Regions from separate parts of the Mus musculus genome. Here region 2 is linked to region 1. A link is a contact called in public capture Hi-C data. All regions are on one chromosome and are shown on one strand. The core of a region is the stretch at or near the end of the contact, and the rest is flanking DNA. Distances in the headings are between cores, read along the strand shown. Region 1 has its middle 14 kb from the start of Scaf4. Region 2 overlaps Urb1 (URB1 ribosome biogenesis 1 homolog (S. cerevisiae)).

Evidence for each region. Capture Hi-C pulls out chosen DNA fragments and counts their contacts.
Region 2: a contact with region 1 is called in a capture Hi-C map of embryonic stem cells, with 3 times the contacts expected there. The contact joins two enhancer-like sites. A contact is called at or near these places in 11 of 39 promoter capture datasets (the 3T3-L1 cell line, 3T3-L1-derived adipocytes, the HPC-7 cell line and 7 more), 6 of 115 datasets of contacts at active chromatin or transcription factors (embryonic forebrain, epiblast stem cells, extraembryonic endoderm stem cells and 3 more) and 1 of 9 other capture datasets (embryonic stem cells).

The regions. Positions count from the first base shown.
Region 1 is chr16:90,297,037-90,300,351 of GRCm38.p6, forward strand. No RefSeq gene overlaps it. Among named protein-coding and RNA genes, the nearest start is that of Scaf4, 14 kb to the left of the region's middle. Within about 2 kb of position 1,750, at least 22 of the 459 cell types and tissues checked have an H3K27ac peak or open chromatin away from gene starts, as enhancers often do. A contact at or near this core is called in embryonic stem cells, where this site is marked.
Region 2 is chr16:90,775,347-90,778,661 of GRCm38.p6, forward strand. It overlaps Urb1 (URB1 ribosome biogenesis 1 homolog (S. cerevisiae)), which reads right to left. Exons shown (of 39, transcript NM_029497.1): 20 at 2,008-2,226; 21 at 779-958. Among named protein-coding and RNA genes, the nearest start is that of Urb1, 33 kb to the right of the region's middle. Within about 2 kb of position 1,830, at least 11 of the 459 cell types and tissues checked have an H3K27ac peak or open chromatin away from gene starts, as enhancers often do. A contact at or near this core is called in embryonic stem cells, where this site is marked.

The DNA.
Region 1 (3,315 bases), core at 500-2,999:
GGAGTCAGATCTTGTTACAGATGGTTGTGAGCCACCATGTGGTTGCTGGTATTTGAACTCTGGACCTTCAGAAGAGCAGTCGGGTGCTCTTACCTGCTGAGCCATCTCACCAGCCCATTGTTCAAGTCTTGTTTGGGCAACCTCGGGGTTCCAGGTCAGATCCAGCACGATTTTTCCAAGTCCAAATGTTTCAAGTATATGGTATCTTCAGCGACGGAGACTGCGTAGTAGATGGGAATTCATACCTGGTACTATACCTGTTGTGTTTTATACAAAGACAAGGAAGCCCGGAAACCCGGCAGTGGTGGTGCACACCTTTAATCCCAGCACTTGGGAGGCAGAGACAGGCCGATTTCTGAGTTCGAGGCCAGCTTGGTCTACAAAGTGAGTTCTAGGATAGCGAGGACTCTACAGAGAAGCCCTGTCTTGAAAAACCAAAACCAAAAAAAAAAAAAAAAAAAAAAAGGAAAAAAAAAATGAAAAGAAAAAGAAACCAGGAATATGTTTGGCGGAGGAGCGGTATGGTGTGGAGGAAGAGGGCGCCTCTGCGGATCCATGCTGAGGCATCCTTTCCCTCTGAGGGATCGGCCACACGCATAATGGAAGAAGGAGGAGGAGGAGGAGGAGGAGGGAGAGGGGGACAAGGAGGAGGAGCCGGCCATGAGCATGTGGAGACAAAGGGGGAGGGGAGAGGGGGATGGGGAGAGAGGGGTTAGAGGATAAGGGAACAAGAGCAAGAGGAGAAGAGAAGAGGAGAGGAGGGGAGGGGAGGGGAGGGGAGAGGAAGGCAGCAGTAAGGCACACCCGGCTATTGCCAGGTAACTGTGGGACGGAGCCTCGATGAGATGGCAACAATACCTAGCCAATACCCATGGCCAGTGAGGCTAAGGAACCTAGAGGAGAAAATACTTTGCCACTTTCTCCAACTAGTGGAAACTTTTAACACTCAAACACGATACATATTTCTTTCTCACTTCTATTGGATAACTAAAGCTGAAATGATTCCAACAGAACTGCTCACCCAGCTAACCACATCACTGATAAGGTTATGATAAATCCGTCATTACAAGTTATAGGTTGCAGTGGCCCAGCCCGCGCCTTCTGAGAAGCCGTGGACCTGCCTGCCTGTTTTTGGTATCTGAGGTTTCTTTCCCTCCTCAAACAAGGCTTAGGCTCTCCTTTGCATAAGAAGAGTGGCTCACCCCCCTCTGGGGAACAAAGGATCCAGGTCTTTTGCTGGGCTCTCCTCCAGCGTATCGACGTTTCCAAGTTCGACCCAGGCGTCTACTGGGCCGCTTTTATACAGTTTCATTCCTGAAGATGGCCACTCAGCCCTGAACGGTTTTGTTTTCTAAATATGTACTTATAAAAATGTCAAGTGGGAAGAATCCATCCTATTCTTCCATCCAGCTAAAAACCTATCACGTTTTTCCCCTGGGGAGATAATTCGAGGTACAAGACAAGAGCTGGCTCGTAAACAGAATGAGTAAATATTTGGCGTGTGGCTGCATCTCTGTGCGTCTTCCGTGATCCAGCATGTTATGGGTGAGGATGATCTATTAGCCTCTGGCTGCCTCTATTACATCACACCTCCTTGTAGTGAATTGCTTTCCTTAGGGCCCGCGTGAAGATAGATCATTTTAGGCAATTTGTCTTTAACGCATCTTCTTAAAATTATCCAAGGATTCTCCCATAATTCTTGACACTGTACGAGTCTGTCTCCCCCCTACATGGAACGCCTATCACTTTATAACGCCGTGACATCTGTTCATAAATCTTTAACGTGGGCGCTACCCTTCAGATCGACAGATTCTGTTCTTACTACCTGTGACATTTTCATTGACTTCTTTTGCAAAGTGACATTATCTCCATCCCAGCCCGAGGAGGATTTAATACCTGACATTTCCCACATCCATCATCAGAATCAGTCAGGGCTCCCCCTCCCCCGCTGGAAGGGTAAACCCCAAGGCTTCTTTTCTCTTGAATCTACTTCCTAGAAACCTGTTCTCTAGCAATCGTTTCATTAATGAGCTGTTACCCGAAGCCCGGGAGCTGCCTCTGCTACATCCTGCCTTAGTGAAAGAGTGAGCTCTTTACCATTAACCTGTAAAGGGAATGCCCAAAAATCTGTTACTAAGGAAACAGGGCCTTTTCTTTCCCCCAGAGAATGACTTATAATACAGATCCTGAAACAAAGAGTAGTAATAGGCTGTACATGGTCAATTATGCTAATTTTACTAATTATTTTTTATTGATTTAACCAATTTACACGATTATTACCTCATTCATTTGATGAGTGTCAGGTTCTTGTTTTGTTTTTGTCAGCTCCACACAAGCTAGAGTCATTTTGGAAGGGGGAACTGGATGAAGAGAGAGAGAGAGAGAGAGAGAGAGAGAGAGAGAGAGGAAAAGGAAAGGAAAGGACATGCCTGTTTCTAGGTATTGCAGAGGTGAAAGTTTATTATAGAGATGTGGGAGAGCTTAGCCAGGGACAGACACATCTGGGAGAACCCAGAGAGGTCATGACCCTGAACTATGTAGGGGGAACATGAGAGGAAGGGAGAGAGGAGAACCAAGTGTGGCAGCCAGGAGGCCCAAGATACAAAACAGGGGCAGGTAACCAAAATGTCTGATTTACAGAGGGAAGAGCCTGGGGGATGGGCAGCTTAACCCCTGGTCTGGAGAGTTGGGGTAGAGGGGAGCATAAGTCAGCCAGACTCTGTGATAGGTAGGAACTGAAGGATGCTGGGAGAACCTGGAGCCCAGGTCTGCTTTGATATGTTAAATAGGCACCTCAGCTATTAGCCTAGGATTTGAAACTTAACAGAAACCTCCATTGAGAAAAATACCTCTATCAGATTAGCTTGTATGCAAGTCTGGGGTCCATTCTATGTAGTAATGATTTTGGGAGAGGCCCCAGCCCACTGTTGGGGGTACAACTCCTGGGAAGGTGGCCCTGAGTTGCATAAGAATGCAGGTTGTGGGGGGGAGTGGCTGGAGAGATGGCTCAGTGGTTAAGAGCACCGACTGCTTTTCCAGAGGTCCTGAGTGCAATTCCCAGCAACCACATGGTGGCTCATGACCATCTGTAATGGGATCTGATGCCCTCTTCAGGTGTGTCTGAAGAGATCAATGGTGTACTCATATACATACAATAAATATATATATTTTTTCCTCTTTTTTTAAAGATTTATTTATTTATTATATGTAAGTACACTGTAGCTGCCCTCAGACACTCCAGAAGAGGGAGTCAGATCTGAGCCACCATGTGGTTGCTGGGATTTGAACTCCTGACCTTCGGAAGAGCAGTTGGGT
Region 2 (3,315 bases), core at 580-3,079, 480 kb after region 1:
GTTCTATCCTAACAATTGGGGCAGAGTGATCAAAGTTAGACAATGTCCTTGGGGAGGTTGGACAGAAACTAACGCACAACTATGTACTGAAGCCAACCCTGTCTCCACTTTCAAGGCCCCCCAAGAAATGAGTTCTGGCCCAGGTGAATTCTAAGTCCTAACAGGCAGGCTGGAAAATGACCGAGCCCGGTCTATCTCTCCTAGTCTTACCAAACACGATTCCTGTAAGATGGCCTACTGATTCCCAGGGACACCAACAAGTTTCTTATACCATGTTTGTTTCTGAGGGAAGCAAAGGAACCTATCCCCTTTCCAACAAGGCTTTGCCAAACAGAACCCAGAGATCCATCTCCCAGAAACCAATGTGGAGGTCAAGGGAGAAAGCAGCCTATTTCAGTCAGACTGAAATGAGAACTTACTTCTCTCCAAGCCCACTGGGAGTTACCTGGCATACTACAACAGGAGAGCGCTGCTGCAGCAGACATGAGCCCCAGTCAGCAGCACACAGTTACCTGACCCTCACTCGGACGTCCTCAGGAGGCTCAGGGTATAGATACAAACAAGAGCTGAGTGCTGGCTTGACTATAAAGGACTAATTGGAAAGAAAAAACCCAAATTAAGCTGCTCTCCCTGGGCACGGGTAATAGATGGCTTGCAACATCTCAGGTGTAGTTTTCTACATTTCTCTATTTCCTACAGTGAACATACAACTCAGAAATAGCCAGTACCTGAAAGCTTGTGGGAAAAGGCTGACAGGCCGAGTGGGGGAGGGGAATACCTTGTCAGTAGCCAACTCAAGGGAAGCCACAGACTCCATGTCCAAAAAGAGATCCGACTCGGCCCGGGCAGCCTCTAGCTTCTGCTGGTTCTGGGCGTCCAGCCGCTCAGCGTGGATGACCAGCTGCTTAAGGAGGCCCAGGAGGGACTGAAGCAGAGCTGGGCCCACACTTCTGCCCAGCTGGAAGAAACACATGGCCCTCAGACAAGGAAGGGCTGACCAGTCACAGAGTAGTGACTGCCAGGCCCCTGTGGAATCACAGCAGGAAACTGGAGGGGAAGGCCAACGAGGGAAGACTTGGATGCAGAGTTTCCAAGTTCCTCTCACATGGGAGATTGGGCTTCCTCCACAACTATAAGGCAATCCATCTTCCCTTCCCACCGTCCTTCCCCAGATTAGCCCAAGCTGTAGCCAAGAGAGCACTTGGCATGTCCTCACTACTCACATGTCCTCACTACTCACAGGGGCATGGGGTAAGGCAAATTCGTCTTCCTAACACCTCAGTGAGATACAAATGTTAACTCAGCTAAAGTAAGGCGAAGGATGGCTTGGCAGGTAAAGGCACTAGGCTTGATGAGTGCAGTCCCCAGGAGCCACACTGTGAAAGAAAATCGACTCCTACATGCCAGCCTCTGGCCTCCACATGCACGCATGTGCACATAAATACACAACACTATAGTAAATAAATAAATGTATGAAGGCTGTTTTTGGGGGGGGAGGGTGGTTTTGATTTTTCAAGACAGGGTTTCTATTTGTAAACTTGGCTATCCTGGAACTCACAGAGATCAGTCTGCCTGTCTTCCGAGTGCTGGGATTAAAAGTAATTAAAGGTAATGTGTACCACCCCCTGGCTTTTTTTATTTAATAAGAGGACCGGATCAGCCAGGAAACCTAATGTAGGAAAGTGTAAAAGCACAGCAGCCGAGTTCAAACGTGAGCTGCTGGACTCACAATCCATGGAAGACAAGCCTGGACATGCTGCAATGGCCGGGCACCACAGGAAGGGCCTTGTCCTGAGTCCACACACTACCCCGACAGACGAGCGCTGCTGCCTCTGCACAGCTGTTCAAGGAGGGGCCCAGCACGGGAACTGCAGAGCTAAGAGTCAGGTCCTAGAACTGGGGTCTGCCTTGTGGCATTATCCGGATTCCTGTCCCTCCCCGTGGTGCAGACTCAAAAGAGCACATGCTCTGCATGTGGGGGGCTGGAGGAGAAGGGAAGGCACTAACCTGGCTGAAGTTCTCCACGGTGCTCTTGAGGTACAGCAGTACCTGCTTGGCTGAGCGCAGCATGTGCTGCAGAGCCAGGCTTGGGACAGCGGCGAGAAGCTGTGCCTGAACACTCTTATCCCCAAGTGTCTGGCTTTCATAGGCTGTTTGCAGCAGCGTGGAGAAGCAGGAAGATGGCGGGAGTGTACATGGTCCTGAGCTGCTGGACACCTGCAGCGGCTGAGGGATCAAAAGGATAGGATGGGAAGGAAATGACCTCAGAAGCAAAGGCTACACACACTGCTGACAACTGTGGTAATGTGTAATGAAGGGCATTTCACACTAAGCATGCAGGGCAGTGTGGCACTGTACTCAAGGGAACTCCATCCCAACACTGACAGCCAGAGATTATCCTAAAGTGTACCTGCTGACAGAATGCACAGGTACCTAGCACTCGGTACAAACAGACCTTTCAGTGAGGAGCTGACTGCCTCAGACATAGGGTTTGATCACTGTGTTACCAGGAAGATTTGCTGCAAACTAGAAAAGCACCCCACCTAAAGCAAAGGCCTGCTGCAAGCTACCTGCCCACCCCTCAATATCTTGTCAAAGGACTGGGGAGGGGGAATAGTTAAAGGAAAAGGATCCAGAGCAGTCCTGCTCCAAACAAGTTATTCCCTAATAACTGCCAAACTGCCATTTAAATCTATACATGACTCACACACATGACTTCCTTTAGCTAATGAGCTCAGACACTGTGTCCAGAAGCCCAGTGGTTCTCAAAGCACGGTCTGAGGACCAGGGTAGCAGCAGCATTACCTGAGACAGTGGGACAAAGGCTGGGTCTTAGGACCCCACTCCATAGCGGCTAGCTAGGTCACGATTATGACCAGAGCCTGGCAACCAGGTTTAAATAAGTACCACAAAGGATGAATCCAGCTGGGATCCACTCCAGAGGGTGGACACCAACACGGCTGGCACAGGCAGAGTGGCACTGAACTAAACCATCTGGTGACTGTTGGTGACCATGGCCTCTTTACAGAGGAAAGTGGCAATCCCTATTCTGAACATAAGCTCTGCAAACAGACTGACTAAACCTTGTCCCATCGCTAACTGCTGGTGCAAGCTCTCTTCACGTGTATATAAAGGGTGATCAGTCTTGGCCTGCCTCTCAGAGGTAGTGGATCAAATGGCTTAAAATACACACAGAATACCACCAAAATGGCTGCCATCATAAGAAAAAGGCCCTACGCTGTCTGCATTTTTAAGCATAGCTGAGATGGAATGAATCCACTCAAATCCACAGCAAGGTTGACTCTGCCCCAGTGT